Regions from separate parts of the Mus musculus genome. Here region 1 is linked to region 2. The links are chromatin contacts, called in public ChIA-PET maps. All regions are on one chromosome and are shown on one strand. The core of a region is the stretch at or near the end of the contact, and the rest is flanking DNA. Distances in the headings are between cores, read along the strand shown. Region 1 overlaps Stard5 (StAR-related lipid transfer (START) domain containing 5). Region 2 overlaps 4933430H16Rik (RIKEN cDNA 4933430H16 gene).

Region 1 (4,241 bases), core at 260-2,759, 680 kb before region 2:
GGACTTGCCCTGGCCTGCCAGGCCTATGTGTGCACCACGGCAAGCTAGTGGTTAGCTCCTTCCACACCAAGCCCAAGAGGACGGAGGGTGGTGTGGGGGGATGGGCTGCTCCTCTGGAATGGAACCCTGAGATTTGCTGTTAACTATGGCATCTCAAAAGGCCTCAGCAGCTCTTCCGTGTCCTTTGAGGCTCAACAGCTGGAGTTCCTGAAGGACCATAGGCAATCCCTGCCAATAGGCGACTGTCAGTGATGGAACTTCCTCACTGCCTTCTGAAGGTTGGGGTAGAACTCAGCCATGCTTCGAGGGAAGAAGGAGTCCACCACACTCTGAGGGAGGTAGCCACTCAGGTCTGTCTGAAAGAATGTGACCAGGTTGGTTTTGTTGGGATCCCTGAAGAAATAGCAGATGCGGGTTAGATATGTACCATGGAAGCATCTAGCTCAGAGCCATGACCAGCAGAAGTGGTCCAGACATGGTGGTCACTTCTACTCCTGCTCTAGATTCAGTGCCCAGGACTCCTCTCAGCCTCCTTGTTGTGGATGATAGCATAGCCTCTAGGGGACACACGGCACAGTTGCTACAAACACATTGGGGAGCTGGTAGGACAGCTAGGTGCAGATTCTCCTTATGGCTACTGACAGCCCATCCCCCCAACCCCTCCTGGGCTTTGTGTATAAGGAGCTGTTTATCAGTTTACCCCTGTGCAGAGAAAGACAGCCAGAAGGAGGAGGGGAGGGGAGGGGGAGGGAGAGAGGGAAATACAGAGGGAGAGGGAACAAATCCTCCGTCAGATTCCATGTTCTCTCTCCCTCCCCACCTCCCACTGATTCTGGGGTACTTTCTCTGCCCATACGCCACCCCCACCCTCACCCCAAGCTCAAGCTATCCCTCATAGTCACTCAGCTGTGTTCTCTTTGGAAACTTGAACAGATAAGTAAGAAATCTGAGTTAGTGACTATGTTTCTCTCTGGGGAGCCCTGGGCTTGATGGGAGAACATCACAGAAGAGACAAACCACGTGGGGAAAGACACACAGAGTAAGTAAAAGTGGATAAAAGGGGCCTCAGAGGCACCACGGCTGTCTTTACAGGAAAGCCAGGAGTTTGCCTGACATACTCATCAGAATACATGCGGAACTTACATACATACAGTAGGCAGAACACAGAGAATGCTCCCTGCATACAGTAGGCACATCACAAATGCAGCTCTGGTGCTGCCTCCTCCACAGACTCTCCTGCCCTCTGAGATGCTTTTCCTCTGTCACAGATAGTCTGAGCCCAGACACCTCAGATCTGATCTGAACACAGTCTTGCTCCCCAGTGTGGCCTCTTGCCCTGACTCACAGCTCCTTCTACTCTGGGCACAAAGCAGTTTACACTGAAGTCATGGCATGGCTGCTCAGACCTCTCTAAAGCTCCCAAAATGTCTAGAGGGGCCTGGCCCTGCTTCCTCAATGATTTCTTCTAGCCTCTCTTCTGGCTCCACTGAGCCAACACAGTGGCTTCCTCCCATGCCAGTCCTCTTGTGGCCACACCCTCTCACCAAGAGGAACCTTGCACCTGCACAGGCCACTGTGCCAATCGAGGCTCCAACCAGGGGGATTTTGGTGATCTGTGCGGTGACTCACTCCGACCAGACCCCAGGTCCTTTCATCATCCTTTAGTTTTCTATACAGCACTTAGCTTGTAGTAAGCAATGTCTAGTGTATGTATAACATAATTTCTTTAATTTGTGCCTTGTTTATCTTCTCCCACCCCATCAGAATTAAGCACTCAGAGAACACATGTCTTTTATCTGTTTTTTAAAAAAGAGAAAAACAAAGATAGTCAACATAAAAACCACCTGGCCGGGTTTAAGTGTGGCTTTTTACTTGTTGGGTCTATTCATGGTCTTGGGGTAGCTACTTAACCTCTCTGGCCCACCCATCCCTCTTATAGAGCTTGTACCATCACCACTGTTACATAGCCTGAAGCTTGCAGACTGTGTGTTCCCCAAGCCAGCCCTAAGCCTCAGCTTCAAGGAGAAACGGCTCTTACTTGTCTAGACCCTCCTTGAAATATGCCCGGCAGCCTGGAAGGGCAAGGCAGGTCTCAGCATCTGACTGTTGGGAACATGGCAATGAAAAGTGGTCAAGGGTAGTTTTATAGGCCCACATCAGAGGGTCTGGTCTCCTCTGCACTGGGAATAAAGTTGTGTGTGCGCGCACGCGTCCATGCTTTACCACTGTCAAACTCAAAAAATTTGTGACATTTAAGAAAAGCCTTCCCAGAGCTGTTTGGAGAGCCAGATTAGCAGACATGGTGTTAGGTGGGGGTGCTCTGTCTGGGTTTTAGTAATCTAGGCACTGAGACCTGCCTCCTGGAACTGTGTGGGGAAGGCCACACCTTCCCCTCCGGCTATGTGCAGGGACCCATGAGCAGGTGCAATCTCTCTCACTGTTAACTTGGGTGCTGCTCATTATAAACCTGGGGCCTTAGGGTAACTCATTACCCAGAGAGCTCTCAGGAAAACCCTGGCCGTATCTGTGAGTGATTTAGGGCTCTTGGGCTTCTTTCCAGGGCCGATTCACAGCATGGTCTCAGAACTATCCTCCATGCCCTGAGATCTGCCGCCTTTCTTGTACAGGAAGGTGGTCGCTGCGTGAACATAGGGTGGGGAATTTGTTCTTGGAGCTACTTTAGTCTGGTGGATATCTTCAGAGAGTCCAGAAGACCTGGAGCTCAGGCAGTACACTGCGCTCCTGGACTTTGACTGTGGACGCATAACTTAACTGTCCTAACCCTCAGCTTGCTTATTTGCCTAATGGCACTGGGACATTTGCCTGACCTGTCCTGTGAGGCTGGGCACCTGGTGGTTGCACATGCCTTTAACCCCAGCACCTGTAGGCAGATCTCTGAGTTCAACAACAACAAAAGCTAAATCCAGGTAACACCTCCTTACCCCTCTGCCAGGTGCCACCAAGAGTGGCACATCATGTCATGCAAGCCTATGTGTGACAGTGCATTTTGTAACATTGATATTATTTTTGTAGATTACAGTTGAAGTGCCTGTTTTCTGAGTTCACAGTGGTGTTATGGTTGGGTCTAAGACAAAATTCTCCACCCACTTTCCTTACCCTGGCAGTGGTTCACAGAAGCACCCGCATGGATGGTTAAATCCTCTCACAAAACCGGGCTTTGGGGGACACAATGGATGTTCCACATGGGTAGCTGGAAGACAGACATGAAGTCAGTGGACTCACCTGCAGACAGCAGGGTCTCCACCGCCAGCACTGAAGATCCTGCGCCTGCACAGGCCAAGTGCCTGAAGCCCAGCTTCCCAGTCAACTTCCTTCCTTACATTTACACTCACTCCAGTTCACACCCGTGCATCCTCACCCCAATCCCCCACACCCCCACACACATGCTCAGATACACGCACACACATGCACTCACTACCACACACAGTTTTCTCCAACCCTTTAAGAATTTGGGAAGAAAGAACATTCCAGAATATAAGAAGAAAGACTCCTCGCTCAGATTTCAGCCCAAAGAAAGGAGGCTGTGTCCCTCACCTTCCCCAGGGGCAGATACAGAGGAATGACTGGACTCTGCTCCCCAGAAGGCAGGAACCCCAGAAAGCAACCATATGGTTAGATGCTCCCATGACTTGACAAACTGACTTACAAAGAGATTAGCTGCTATCTGCATGTCCACAGCACAAGCTGAGATCAGCAGAGATAAAAACAGCACTGACAAAAATCTGGGACACACATGATAAAGCCCTGGTATGTGGTCTCCCCATTTTAAACCCTATGGCACAAAATCTCAACTCGACAAGGGAAGAGGATGGGACACAAGAGCTTGTTGGTGGTTTCCAATCACCAAGCTTTCCTTGAAGATCTAGGGCTGCGTAAGACTGAGCCCGGCATCTAGGCCAGCCAGTGAACACCTACTGCCACTTACCATTGGAGCTGATGGTGCCATCCTCATACTTCTTCACCAGCACCAAGTCCACAAAGTCCCTGGGAGAAATAAGCTTCATGGCAGCTGAGGGCGTGGAGGTTCTGCTCACACACAGCATCTGTCAAAACAAAGGAGGCTCAGGTCCACTGACGACAAGTCCACCTCATACCCAGCATCTGGGAAACGAAGTGCGTGGGCAACATGGGGAGCTGCAAGCAGGACGGAAGGAAGCCTCGGGGCACTTGGGCTCTTTCCAGCGGCTGCATTGAGGCCAAAATGATTTCATCGCTTTCCA
Region 2 (4,352 bases), core at 94-2,593:
CACAGTGATGAGTAGGTGAAGTCTCAGGCAGTAGGGTAGCGAGATTGAGGACAGCAGGTGGAGCGAAGGTCACTCGTTCAGTCAACAAAAAAGCTCTGATAATGTGTCACAGGAGCGTTGGTCATCATCCATCAGTCAGGGGGCTTTTAGATAATGTTTTCAAGAGTGTGGGGTGCCACTACAGTTTTTTGCTGTCCCAGAGTGAGCTTATCAGCATCTTTGACAAGCAGAGCTATGGCAGCAATCGATTTCAGGCAAGAAACCACCCGCTGGCAATAGGGTCTAACTTCTTGGATAGGTAAGCCACTGGACTTTTTAAAAGCTTTCTGGTGATCTGGGGTCCACACAAACACCTCTTCTTCCTTGGTCAGAGGGTACAAAGGGGTAGCTAAGGTCGCCAACCTAGGTATCCAGAGCCTGCAGAAACCAGGGGTGCCCAAAAATTTTCTTACTTGCCTTGGTGTAGTTACAGTCTTTTTCTGGCTTCTTTTAGCCACTGTTTCCCACCTCGAAGGGTGTATCTCAAATAAGTAACTTCAGTCTGACACAGCTGAGCCCTTTTAGCTTCTGTTGCCCAGGTTTCTAGGTCCTGTCTTTTTCTTTCTCTCCTACCACTGTGGCCAAGATTCCAGTCAATTTTTTCTCTTGTCTACGATCCCTCCTGTCCTCTTTCTTCTGCCTCTCGCCTCTCTCTCTCTCTCTCTCTCTCTCTCTCTTTCTCTCTCTCGTAATACACCTTCTCTGCCTCTTACTTACTGGTTCTACTCTAAATATTTCTCATTTGGGGTATCTCTCTCATCTCAGACCTCTCTAATCTCCTTCATCTCTTATTTTACTTCTCCTCACTGTTAATTTCTCTATCAGAGCCTGGTGGTTAGACTTGTGGTGCTCCCCACCTGGATGGGCGGATGTCTCCCTCACTGGTTAGCAGCTTAGGGTGGGGCCACCCTAGAAGAGAAAACACGTGGGCAGGGAAGGGAGCGCAGCTCTCACAGCTGGCTGCACTGGGCCATTGACATCTCAAAATGAAAGCATTTTTTCTGTTAACAAGAGGCACTCTGGTCAAAACCTGAAGACGGGCAGGTGGGATGTAAGGGAAAGGGGAATGAGAAGCAGCCAGGGAACTCGAAGCACTCTTGGCCGGCCACTTCCACAGTGTCCTCCTCTTCTTCTCGTCCTTCCATCTTGCAGAGGCAGGGCCTGGGTTCAGGGGTGGGGGAGGTCTACTCACAGCACGGGCTCTTGGGAGCGGGAGGAACCAGCATGCCCCCAGAGGGGGGCAGACACTCGGGAGGTGGGGAAGGCAGCGGAGGCGGTGACTCTAGTCGGCCCCTCCCCAGCTGCGGCATCCACTGCGCCCACACTGGAAGTCCCCAGTCCAGCCTTGCAGCTGCATCCCAGAGCTTCTCCAAGCAGTCAGGGGTGCTCGGAGTGGCCCGACCTCGGGAAAACAGCGCCAAGTTGTTTTTCTTAACTATCACTGATAAATTCTGTCCTAATGTCAGTCCAAGTCCACAGTCGGCACCACACACACAGTCTGTCCCATGACGAAAACCACAAACATAAACAAGACAGCAACAGAGAAAAAATAAACACCAGTATCTAAGCACACTCATTCCTCACTCTGCCAGATGACAGTCACACCTTTCTGACTGTCCCTCACCCTTAGAACGTCTTCCAGGGGTCGCAGCTTGCAGGGCCTTCTGGATGTCTCCTCTCCTGTGGCTACTGGGCCCTTACAGTCCACAGTGGCAGCTGCCAGAATACAGAATACCAGAACTGGGGACAAGCAGAACTCGAACCCACAATCCCAGAACTGTAAAACCAATACACGAGGTGGGACTCGAACCCACAATTTCACAACTGAAAAACCAAGACACAAATTCACAATCTCAGAACTGAAAAACCAAGACACAAATTCACAATCTCAGAACTGAAAAACCAAGACACAAATTCACAATCTCAGAACTGAAAAACCAAGACACAAATTCAGCGGTGCCACACTTAGACAACAGACAACATGTAAGATGCACACAAACAAACGTACCTCCAAGGGCTCTTTCAGGTTCCTGGGTGTCATGCAGATCTCGGTGGGACCTCCAAATGAAAGAACCTAGTGGGGAAACCCCCACTCTGTTCCCGATTCGGCGTGCACCCAAGAATCATGAACAAACAGACCGTCTTGATGTAAAAACATGAGGTAGTTTAATGGTGGAGCTCCGGGTAGAAACATATCTCATGCAGGAGACAGTGGTTTCGACCACGAGGCTTGGAAGCTAGGGGTTTTTATAGAAAAGGGGCTGGGGCTGGGGGAGGAATTGGCACTGTTTCACATGATTGGTTCATTTAAACATCAGCAGACTGTACATTCAGGTAACATTTAACTTAGGTCAGAAGGGCGGGAGATAGGGAGGTGCCGGCCAGTTTGGACATGTCATTCTCTTTATCTTTATGGCCAAGCAGCCTCAGGAATGTCTTAACGACGGGCCTGCCTGGGCATGGCCTGGCCTGTTCTGCTATGTTCTCAGCCCCAGGTTTCAAAGCTCACAAACAACACTTTGGGCTATTTGACCTAAGTTACATGAATCACAGGTCTCAAGTTTTATTTTCTTCCAGCTCCATCTTGTCCTCCTCAATGCCTCTCCTCTTCTGTCCCAGCATGTCCTTCTAAACCTTCCTGATTCCAAGCACCAATAACCTCACAGTGTTGAAGCTGCCTAACTTGGAGGTCTTCTGCCAAGTGAATTTTCTATTATATTTTTTGTTCTGTTCTCCCTCTCTTCCTCTCCCTCAACCTTTCATGTGCACACACACACACACACACACACACACACACACACACACACACACACAATTTTATGTTTTTCAAGTCTTCTGCAATGTAAACCTATGGCAGTTTAAATTTTATCATTAGATGAGAAATACAAATTATATATACCTGCATTTCTCTCTGTCCCACCCCACCCCCACCCCAGCCCAGGGTCCTTTCCTAGCTCTTTTTCTTAGCATTTAAATACTATTATTCCAAATCTTACCCTCTGCTGTCTTCTCTTTGTGCTCTACATATGTTCAGAGTGGCCTAGCACATCCTCCCAGCTCCGAACATCACCATCACCTGTAACACAGCTTTCCTTTCCATTCTAAGCCTCTAACAGTAGTGTTAGAAACTTTTTAGAAATTTTCACTTTCCAGAAAGCATCCCTAAGGTGAATGAGAGGGGGGCGTGGGGGGTGAGGAGCTCATCCACATGAAGTCAGGGCCTACCCCATTCCCCTGATAACACCTTCACGCACATGCACACCTGTGCTTTGTTTCTCCCTTAGGATCTCACGTTAGAAATCTAGGAATCAGCTGGGCGTGGTGGCCCATGCTCTTAAGCCCAGCACTTGGGAGGCAGAGGCAGGCGGATTTCTGAGTTCGAGGACAGCCTGGTCTATAGAGTGAGTTCTAGGACAGCCAGGGCTACACAGAGAAACCCTGTCTCAAAAAAAACAAAAAACAAAAAACAAAACAAAAAAGAAATCTAGGAATCATTCTCAGATCCAAAACTGAGTCTGTCTAGGTCCTGTTGATGGCAAAGTGTACCGTGCCCTCCATACCACTGCCTAATCACTTCCTACTTGGTCTGTGGCAGACATCATTCCCAATCAGTGTATTTGACATTAGTCACCATCCATGCCTTTTCCAGGCCAGTCTCAACACTCCTTCAGTGTGTTCCAGTAAATGTCACGTAATTTGAACCATGCTTCCCTGTTCATAGGCTGAACCTCATGGGTTGTTTCCTATCACATCCAATATAAAGGAGGGAATTCTCCTTTCATGTATCACACACCTATGAGCCACCTCCACCTCTGTAACACATGCCTCACCACCTCCACCTCTGTAACATGCATGCTGTCGACCTGGCCTTTACTCTGCACTGTGACACAAATGTGGCTGCCCCCCTCTCTGCTCCTGGCTATGCCTCTTCCTTTCTAAGAATCTTTCCTGTTCATCTGGCAGGTGGCGGGGGTGGGGGTGGGGGTTCTAACTCATCCCTCTACTTTACTTTTAGCCTTGGAGTTAATTTCCTAGGATGGCTGTAGCAAGATGCCTTAGACGAGGGGAATGAACCACCTCTTGGTTCTAGAAACTAGAAGTCTGGAAGTTAGATGTCTGCAGAAATTGTTCTTTCTGGGTGGCTGTGAGCGAGCTTTCTCCCTGCACTCTCCCGTGTTCTCACAGATTCAGACAGTCCTGGCTTTGAGACAGCGTTCTCTCTGAATTCACAATATCTTTTTTCTGTGCATGTCATGCTCCTTTTAATATCCTTCCCCCACACTTTTAAGAATGCCAATCAAATGTTGTCAGGG

What was found. ChIA-PET counts read pairs in DNA pulled down with a chosen protein or histone mark.
Region 1: a contact with region 2 is called in an RNA polymerase II ChIA-PET map of memory CD8 T cells, with 9 read pairs. The contact joins two enhancer-like sites. A contact is called at or near these places in 4 of 39 promoter capture datasets (embryonic stem cells, hippocampal neurons, liver and 1 more), 1 of 115 datasets of contacts at active chromatin or transcription factors (memory CD8 T cells) and 2 of 9 other capture datasets (adipose tissue and embryonic stem cells).

Annotation. Positions count from the first base shown.
Region 1 is chr7:83,636,574-83,640,814 of GRCm38.p6, reverse strand. Stard5 (StAR-related lipid transfer (START) domain containing 5) reads right to left here. Exons shown (of 6, transcript NM_023377.4): 4 at 3,947-4,064; 5 at 3,118-3,211; 6 at 1-393. The coding sequence ends at 246. Among named protein-coding and RNA genes, the nearest start is that of Stard5, 6.7 kb to the right of the region's middle. Within about 2 kb of position 1,509, at least 46 of the 459 cell types and tissues checked have an H3K27ac peak or open chromatin away from gene starts, as enhancers often do. A contact at or near this core is called in memory CD8 T cells, where this site is marked.
Region 2 is chr7:82,954,397-82,958,748 of GRCm38.p6, reverse strand. The region is part of intron 1 of 4933430H16Rik (RIKEN cDNA 4933430H16 gene); the gene reads left to right. Among named protein-coding and RNA genes, the nearest start is that of Gm45992, 11 kb to the right of the region's middle. Within about 2 kb of position 1,343, at least 33 of the 459 cell types and tissues checked have an H3K27ac peak or open chromatin away from gene starts, as enhancers often do. A contact at or near this core is called in memory CD8 T cells, where this site is marked.